2 separate regions of the Mus musculus genome follow, and region 2 is linked to region 1. The links are chromatin contacts, called in public Hi-C maps. All regions are on one chromosome and are shown on one strand. Each heading gives the region's core, a stretch centred on a gene start, on an enhancer-like site or on the middle of the called end of the contact. The rest is flanking DNA. Distances are from core to core; before and after follow the strand shown. Region 1 holds the start of Efcab10 (EF-hand calcium binding domain 10). Region 2 overlaps Hdac9 (histone deacetylase 9).

Region 1 (4,664 bases), core at 919-3,418:
TGTTAACAGGGTTCCTCCTTCTCTTGCCTTGTCCCGGGAATTCTAAGCCCCCAAAATCATCTCTACTTGAGGACTGTCACACAGTCTCTATTTGTTCCTAGTTTATCAATTTCCTTTCTCTGAACAAAACCTGTTCAGTTAGCCCCTGAGATTCTTGAAATGCTTCCCCATGCTAATGAGGTATGCCAGGTACCCTAAGTCCCCAGCCCGTGACCTTTGCCCATCCTGGATGCCCTTACCCTCAGTCCCCAAAAACCTTATAAGCCTTCATTCACCATAAGCAAAGTTGATCTGTCTACTGACCAGCAGTCCCTGTGTGGGCATTCACTGTCGTGCTCACAGGGCTTCTCAACCCCCTGCTCAGTGTTTCTGCTCCTATTGACCTTGAGCATTGAGTCAGCTGATGATCCATGAGAATGAGGAGACCCACATGGCTTGTAGTCCCCTGCGTTCCCAGGACTCAGGGAGGACTAGAAGAGGACCAAGCCATTCAGTGGGTTAGCACCGCACTCTACAGGGCTCTGGGGCTCAGCCTGGCTAAGCTGGAGGAGAGACTGATACCAGGACTTTTGTAGATACCAGAAGGTAAAGATAAAAACTGAGTTCTCTCTCTCTCTCTCTCTCTCTCTCTCTCTCTCTCTCTCTCCCTCCTCCTCCTCCCCCTCCCTCTCCCCCTCTCCCCCTTCCCCTCCCCACCCCAACCTCATGTGTGTGTGTTCCAGAGGAAAGGGGTGGGGAATGGGGTTGCCAAAGCCAAGAGGGTCTAGAGGAGCTGTGCGATTACAGGTAGTTCTAAGGAAAGACAGGAAAGGAGGGCAGGAAGGGGCGCAATAGCCTGGTTGGGCCTAAGGAAATGTCAGGTGAAGAGGGCCACCAGGTAGTCTTAAAGACACTTACTGTCTAAGCCCAGCCTTGAGCCTATTGCATGTAACGAACTGCACTGTTTTTGCTGTATATGCAAATTTTTCTTGTATAGACATATAATGGCTTAATTACAGAAAACAAATACTTTTAATATTTTCCCACTGTCATTCATCAGCATGCATGAAATCTGTGTATTAGACTGTATTCAAAGGATTAATTTGTTCATTAATTTATTTTACTGAACTGCCTCTGCCCTCCCTCCTCATCCTGGGATTACAGGTGTTCATATTTATATCCTGCTATAATTTATGAGTTAATGTTTTGTTTGAGGTTGCCGGGATTAAATCTAGAGCCTCCCTCACACTGAACTCATCTATGCCCCTCTGGCCATTTTAAATAGGGTCTTTTTTTTCTTGTTCATTTAGATTTTGGGAGTATTGTTATGGCAAAGCGGGAGATCTAACCTCCAGTCTGGATATTCTAGTCAAGTGCTATACCATTGAGCTATGACCTAGTCGCAGATGTTTGGTTTGTTGCCGTGAATGGCATAAGAAGAATAAAATAAAATCATTAAAGTATGTTTTTGACTTGGGGAAAAGATAATTTCCAAGAATTACTGGCCTGTCCCTAAATATACATCAGCCAATTTGTATTATGTATTTCTGTTATGTAGCGTTTTTGGCCTTGACAATTATAAACTCAAAATACCAGCCAACTTTGAAAAAACGTTGAAGATGCTCTGTGCTTTGCAGTATCAAGTATTCAGCTGGCGTTTAATTCCTTAAAATAAGCAAGCACCTACGTGCACATTGGTACACAAATTTGCTTTTATTGTTAATGATGTTTACAAAGCAAAACGTTTTGCTTTGATTTAGTTTGTTTTGGTTTTCTGAGACAGGGCTATATATCCCAGGATGTTCTTCACTTCTGTTTGTAGCCAAGGATGCCATTGAACCCTTAATCTTCCACCCCCAAGTGCTGGTACTATAGACAGGCATGCATCATTGCACCTGACTTCAAAGAACTTTCTTTAAATTATATATCTATTTTATACAGGGTTGCACAGGAAATGTGTTAAAAGAGTTGAAAGTGGAGAATCATTACCGAGTGTAGTTCAGCAGAAAACACCCAAGCTCAATATCCATACCTGAGACCTCCTGCCAGGGCAACCCTGAGGGCTGCTCACCCAGAAAATGCTATTTAGGATTCTTAGAACTGCTAACGTTCTTTTCTCATTGATAAATCCTAGGTTCCCATCATTAAAACCTCATTCTGGAACAAACAAGTACAGGAAGCAGGAACCCGGACCAAACAAGCTCAGCCTCTGTGTTGGCAACTGCATCACAAGCTGGTGTCACAGACTGCCCGCCACACCCCTGCTTCTTCCTCAGGGGTGTGGAAGGGGGTTGTCCTGGTACCTGGGAGGGAAGAGGAGTGGGGCTGGGGAAGGTGAGGTGTTTCACGTGAATGAGCACGAAAGGGGCGGAGTTGGGCCCCCTGGAGGCTGCCTGGTCGCCTAGCAACGGCTCAGCTAGGAAACATGGAGCCTGTGGCTGACCGGGAGCTTCAGGCCAAGCTGTATTTAGAAAGACATCGGATCATGGAATTGCTGAATCAACTTACTAGCTTCCTCCTCTTTGCCCGACCAAGTAAGGGTCTTGTCTCCATTGGCTTTCTGACTCTCTCTCCCCCATCAAAGGGTCACCAGCACGCCGCTTCCCTCCCTATAGCCAGCCCTCTTCACTCGCTCCATTCCCTGCTTCCCCACGAGTGGAGGAGCCCTGCCGGAGTTCGAAGGCTCTATGAGCCCCTCACCCTCCACGCATATCCCCAGCTCTGAGTCAAACGTGATAAATGTCCTCTTGGTGCCGCAAGGAATGGTAGGGAGGCTGGCAGAGTCTGCGAGTGGCAGAGTCTGGGGACTGCCTAGCTCCAGGTCCACCCCTTATAGTTATGAGTGCTTGAAGCAAGGCTGAATGTCTGTCTCTTCCATGGGAAAATGGAGATAATAGTACAGATCTAATGGGGACAGAGCGAACACCGGGGACGGGGGGCGGGAGGGGGGTTCACATAAATTATAGCTATATCAGCCTTGGCCAGGCAAGCAATAGATCTTTTCAATTCAATTCTAAGGAGTCTCTGATTTATTAAGGGAGATAAACAATGGTTAGTGTGAGCTGCCAGGATCCTCCTGGGGAGCTAGGGTTTTTTCCTGGCATTTTTATAGATTAGACTCCTTCAAAGTTTGGGTTATTCCATAATTGTTATTGGTGCATGGTAAGACGTTACATTTGAGATGATGACAAGATTGCATCCTCCCAGGGTGAATTGAGCCTGCCGGCCTTCATGATAAGTCTCCAAAATTACAAAATGTTCATTTACTTCTCTGGAAAGGAAGCAGAAATACCATTCCAACGCAGAAAAACAAAACAAACAAAAAACCAAACCAAACAACAATAACAACAACAACAACAACAAAACCCGAAAAACAGTATAACCACTTAGGGGATGAGAAAAATATTTTGAAATATTTTATTGTATTTTTTAAAATGTATTCATTTAAACGTGTATAGGTGTTTTGCCTGCATATCTGGCTGTGTATCATGGGCGTGCCTGCATGCCTGTGTGCCTGGTCCCTGAAGCGGTTAGAAGATAAGTGTCACATCCCCTGAACTAGAGCTGCCCATGGTCTGAGGCACAATATGAGTGCTGGGACCTGAATCAGATCCTTGCTCTTAACTGCTAACCATTACATTTTTTTAAAAAGATGTATTTATTTATTTATTATATGTAAGTACACTGTAGCTGTCTTGAGACACTCCAGAAGAGGGAGTCAGATCTTGTTACAGATGGTTGTGAGCCACCATGTGGTTGCTGGGATTTGAACTCCGGACCTTCAGAAGAGCAGTCGGGTGCTCTTACCCACTAAGCCATCTCACCAGCCTACCATTAAATTTAAAACACAAATTTAGCACATCTAATGTTCAGAACAGCCAGTGTTTAATATACATATATATTTTGCTTAGATTATATTTCCTTTTTCTCTTTCTCTTTCTCTTCATTGTCAAAGTAATGAAGTCTAGACTCATCTGGGAGATGGGGCCCTGGCCACGTCTGTGGTTATGTCTGGACTGAGGGGGAAGCATTTCCATCAGGCTGCAGCATTCTCAGGATGAGGATCTTGGAGATATAAAAAGCAGAAAAGCAAGCTGAGCAGAAGCATCACCTCTCTGTGTTCTGCTCTGGGACTTTTACTGCCTTGATGGATTTTTAACTCCCATACTGTGATGCAAAATAAACCCTCCTCCCTTAAGTTACTTTTGCCAGAGTATTTTAACATAGCATCAGAAAAGTAACTAAGACAGAGACATACACTTCAAATAATGACCATTATGATTTCCTTAACATACACAGAGAAGCCGGGCAGTGGTGGCACAAACCTTTAATCCCAGCACTGGAAAGGCAGAGGCAGGCAGCTTTCTGAGTTTGAGGCCAGTCTGGTCTACAGAGTGAGTTCCTGGACAGCAGGGGCTACACAGAGAAACCTTGTCTTTAAAAAACAACAACAAATGCATATGTACATACATACGTACGTACATACATACAGAAGAGCAAGTAAATAACGCTATAGTGAAATAGTATTGGTCAAATTCTAGCAGCTGAAGTTGGTGATGGGTCCATTATCCTTTGCTTTAGGTTTGCTTTCCTTTTATTTATGCGTGTGTCTGCTTTAGTACTTGCCATGTGAACACAGGGGCCTAAAGAGGCCGTACTAAGTCATCAGATCCCCTGGAATTGGA
Region 2 (4,664 bases), core at 1,134-3,633, 1.3 Mb after region 1:
GGTCTGTACAGTAATGGCAGCTAACACATCTCTTCTCTTCCAAACATCATGGAGCAGTTTTATAAACATCAACTTGTATTAATTTAAACCAAATATTAAAACCAAACTTTTTTCCTAGGTGGTAAAGCTTGTCTGCATATTTTCATTATTACAAAATGGTTGCCTTTAGTCCATAAACTACAAGGGCATAGTAAGGTCACAACGGAGTGGCAAACACAGTAAATTAGAAGGAAAGTAACCAGAGCCTGTATTTAGCATGATTCTTTTCACCTGGAAGTAAATGAGTATACACAGTCCATTGATTAGTGCTGATTTGAAATGGAGTTTCTATTTAAATGATTCTTCTAAACTCTGTTTTATAGCAAAAATTTAAAGTATTTTTTTCTTTATGGTTTTTTTTTATCATCTGAAAATATACAACCCAGGCTTTGCCAAGTGCAAATGTGAAATTTAATTTGAAGCCATTCTTGATTTAGCTTGCACATATACTAACATCAGAAGACAAGAATGCAAAGTGATCTGCTATCTGGAATTGGAAGATAACACAAAAAAAGAAAAAGAAAGAAAGAAAGAAAGAGGAAGGAAGAAAAAGGAAGGAGGAGGAGGGGTAGGAGGAGGAGGAGGGGGGGAGGAGGAGGAGGAGGAGGAGGAGGAGGAGGAGGAGGAGGAGGAGGAGGAGGAGGAGGAGGAGGAGGAGGAGGCCTGTATTGTGCTTGACTCCAGAAGTCTGCCCTAAGTACCATGCAGGATGGTGGAAAGCAAATGCCTGAGTTCACAGTGCCTGCCCCTTTCCTATCAAGCACAAAAGTACAAGGTTTTCCTGAAGAAGAGAAGGGTTTCAGAACTCTCTAACCCATGTGTGTTGATCATGTAGGAAAACTGGCCAGTACTTCTGTTGTGTTGTCTCCATTATATGCAGTTGATACCCAAGATGCATCACATAATGTCTTCAATCTCCGTCAACTACCTCATAAAGAGTCCATTTGCTCTTAGAGAATAAGAAGGCTGTGAGAACAGGTTCAGGATCACTCTGAAGCAAGAATGGACGTTAATAACTATCCTCAGGGGCACAGATGAGGAAAAAGGGTCATTGACTTAACATTCTTTAATTCTTTTAGGTATAATAAGACTACGTCATGATTTACAGCTGAAAAGCACAGCTTTTGTTTTGCTTACCAATAAAAGAAGGTCTTTCATAACCTCAACTGTTGTGACACTCTGAGAGCTGAGAGATTTGAAGTTACCCTTTATATGGTTGGCTGAAATCTCTCTGCCTTGGGGGGTCTGGAACAGGGGGAAGCCTACTGTTGCTTAACTCCTAAGACATCAATGTTTCAGGGCTTACAATTGTATAAAGGCATTTTGTAGGATGACATCAAGGAAAATAACTTTTATGTGTTTATACTTCCAGAGGGTCATATATTGCTAATTAAACAGGATTCCTTCAGTTTGATTACATAAGGGGGCTTGGGTTTGTAATTCAATAGCACGTGAAGGTCAGTAGAGTTATGAAAGAAACTTTAAATTTTATGAGAAATCCGGTAACTATCAGGATATTTGCTCACAGAGCTGGAATATTTCTCAAAGCATTTTCCTGATCTGTTAAGATACAGGAAAATATTTTGCTGGCTACAGGGGTGACCAGATATTACAAGACCCTAAATCATGCAGATGGGTCTTTTTGAGAAAAGCCAATACTGAAACACAGATCCAGATCCCAGATTGTGAGGTTGAAATTTCAAAGCGACTAGACGAAGCAGGCTAAGACCTGTCTTCCAGCTTCGCCATTCAGCTACACTAATACATTCCCTGAGCAGTGTTCTGAAGTCCACCTCTCCAACCCAGCACATCAACGCATGCAGTGAGAGCCTTGACTTTGACCACCATGTTCCCATTTGAATATTTAAGGCAGGGGCGACTTACATCTTACAAAGCCAAGAATCTTTTAAAGTGAATTTCTGGGAGGTTTGAGATAGCGGCTGCTCCAACAATTGTAGTACTGCACTGCCCTCCAGAGGGGAATCCTTGGCAAATACTCACAATCCATGAACTACAGAGGGGATTGGGGACTGTGTGGCAAAAGTCTTCACTGTGATTCTTGTACTTCTTTCTCTCACATCTTAAAAAGAAACAGGTCTGTAAATCAGCGGCAGCCCCGATGCTCTGAGCACACAGCGCCTTGTCTTAGGTCTTCTGTCTTGTGTCATCTCGAAAATTTATATTTGCTGCAGCTTTCACTAAGTGATAAATATTAATTATTTCTGTCGGAAGCCTTGTTTATTCATGCATATTTTACAGAAAAAATCACACTAAACACATAGCCAGAGGCAGCCTTTGCAAGCTGAGACTCCTCACAGATGACTTGCAGGCACACAAAGGATAGCTAGAGACAGGATATTTTACTGTCTAATTATGTTGTCACCACCTAACTGAAATGTGAAGGGTGCCCAAAGCTATTGTGAGAAAAATATAACTTATCTTGAACTTCCCTCTTCTTCCATTATGGAACCCATTTCTACTCTGTCCTGCATGCCATCTCAGACAAGGGCTGGTTTCTGTGGCTTGTCAATTCCTGGTTACGCAGTATCTGTTCCAAATGAAAGAAGTTAAGTCAGAGCTGATGATTTCTCAGTTTTGTTCTTGTGGGACAAAGTCAACTTGTGAATGAAGAGCCTCTGCTTGGAAAAGTTAAACGATGACAAATATATATGTAGGGCTTCACAAATAATAATTCAATTATCACATCTATGACAGTGATACTGTCACCACCAGCTGCTTTTGGTGCCAATGAGTCACAAACAGGTTAATTCGGGATCACAGAACTGGGATGTGATAGAGCCGAGATCCAAATTTAGTTTAGCTTCAGAGTCTTATTTCTTGGCGTTTTTTTACATTAACTTAATATGCTAACAAATAGGTAAATACCCTGCCTAGCAAACTATAAATATCATTAATAATATTTTAAATGAAGTTAATATTTAGATCATGTCTCTATAGTCCATAACACACAAAATTATTAGAATCTCCATGGACCTTGGAAATGCTGCAAATTGGAATAAAATATAAAGTAATTTTGTGATAATTAGAAAATATCTAATCTCATTAGCTTTTAGGAGAAAACACCAAGACATAGAAACAACAAAAATGGTGGATCTGTAGTTAACAGCAGTCGTTGCTATTCGAGAGGACCCGGGGTTTGTTTCCCAGTTTCCATGTGGTGGCTCAGAAGCATCTGTTGTGAAGATCTAGCGCACTCTTCTGACCTCCATGGGTGCCAGGTATCACAAAGTGCATTTATACACACATAGTCAAAACACTCATACATATAAAACAAAACTAAATAAATCTTTGTGCATGCAGTCAAAAGACTCATAAAAACTACCAAAATACTAACATCCTTCTTAAGATCATGAAGATAAATTGTATAAACATATAGATTTATTCCTCAAATATCAAGGACCTCATTAGATATGAAGGAACCTACATGTCGCATATATATATATATATGTGTGTGTGTGTGTGTGTGTGTGTGTGTATATATATATATATATATATAAACCATCATCACTTTTAGTAATTGTGATGATGTATCTCTTAACAAAGGAAGGAGGAAGACAATATGCCTGGTGACTTCCAATGGAACCACAGAGGTATCATCATAAACAGTCACATAAAAGCCATGTACACAAAATACACAAAATGAATTTCAGGCTATACTGAGAAAACAATGTTCTTGCATCAAGCACTGGCTGGCCTGCTAGCCAGGTGGCTGGATTTAGAAACCAGAAGGCCCCGGGGAAGGCAGTCGTCGGTAACTACAAAGCTAATGTGGTCAATGCCCGGTGTCGTTATGGGGATTAGAGGGGGGTCACACTCCACAGCAGCACCTGCACAACTATGACATAAGCTTCTAGCTGACATAAATCATACTCTCTCTGTTTTGAAAGCAAATAATAAAATAGTTGTTCCATGTCTCTTGACCTTTACTTCTGGGAAACTTACATTTTTCCCTTTTTTGCTTTGGAAGGAAACCTCCCCAGCCCCTCCCCTCCTCCCCCCACCCCTGCCACAATGAAACATACTCAAAACACCCATTTCTGAACACATGCATAAAAAGTCATCTCCTTATCTCCAAAGTAATTCTAAACACCATTAACTTATTATGTTGCAAAGTAGCTTAACATAAGGCAGAAAGGCAGGAGGAGAACAAGACACTCAGAAAGACAGACACCAAAAGGAAAGCCAGGGGTTAATAGAGATGGAGACCTGTAGCTGCCCAGCTGAAGATGGAGAAAAACCACTGAGGCATTTCCACCGAGAGCTGCTAAAGGTTACTTAACAAGAATGCAGGGAACGTGCTGCACACTTGGTTTCTAGATTCATCTTTCCCATAGAATCCAATTATGCAAAATTGCACTTTGCCCAAGCCTGCTTCTCAAGTCAGCTTTAACTTGATATAAGATTCAATGAAATGAAAAGAGAAGACAGAAATCACCCTGAAGTCACTGAATTAAAGATATGTTTTATAATTGCAGACATTTATAAATCCAATTTGCCATAAAAGCAAAATGCAGAGTGGTAATGTGACAGGAAGGGGGAAACCCACTGAATGAGCATTATCCTGTGTCTATACTATAGCTTCTGCTCAGAGACAATAGCCAGGC

Evidence for each region. A called contact is a pair of places that touch in the nucleus more often than the background predicts.
Region 2: a Hi-C map of cortical neurons shows a contact between it and region 1. The contact joins the enhancer-like site here to the promoter of Efcab10 in region 1. A contact is called at or near these places in 7 of 39 promoter capture datasets (the 3T3-L1 cell line, the C10 cell line, frontonasal cranial neural crest and 4 more), 3 of 15 datasets of contacts at CTCF or cohesin (large pre-B cells, pro-B cells and stem cell-derived epiblast-like cells), 67 of 484 Hi-C or Micro-C datasets (the AML12 cell line, B cells, the Ba/F3 cell line and 40 more), 2 of 115 datasets of contacts at active chromatin or transcription factors (astrocytes and fibro-adipogenic progenitors) and 3 of 9 other capture datasets (adipose tissue, embryonic stem cells and liver).

What each region holds. Positions count from the first base shown.
Region 1 is chr12:33,392,686-33,397,349 of GRCm38.p6, forward strand. It overlaps Efcab10 (EF-hand calcium binding domain 10), which reads left to right and starts at 2,169. Exons shown (of 4, transcript NM_029152.1): 1 at 2,169-2,513. The coding sequence starts at 2,405. It overlaps Atxn7l1os2 (ataxin 7-like 1, opposite strand 2), which reads right to left and starts at 2,075. Exons shown (of 4, transcript NR_131031.1): 1 at 2,012-2,075.
Region 2 is chr12:34,656,403-34,661,066 of GRCm38.p6, forward strand. All of the region lies in intron 3 of Hdac9 (histone deacetylase 9), which reads right to left. Among named protein-coding and RNA genes, the nearest start is that of Gm46347, 130 kb to the right of the region's middle. Within about 2 kb of position 2,384, at least 19 of the 459 cell types and tissues checked have an H3K27ac peak or open chromatin away from gene starts, as enhancers often do. A contact at or near this core is called in cortical neurons and hippocampal neurons, where this site is marked.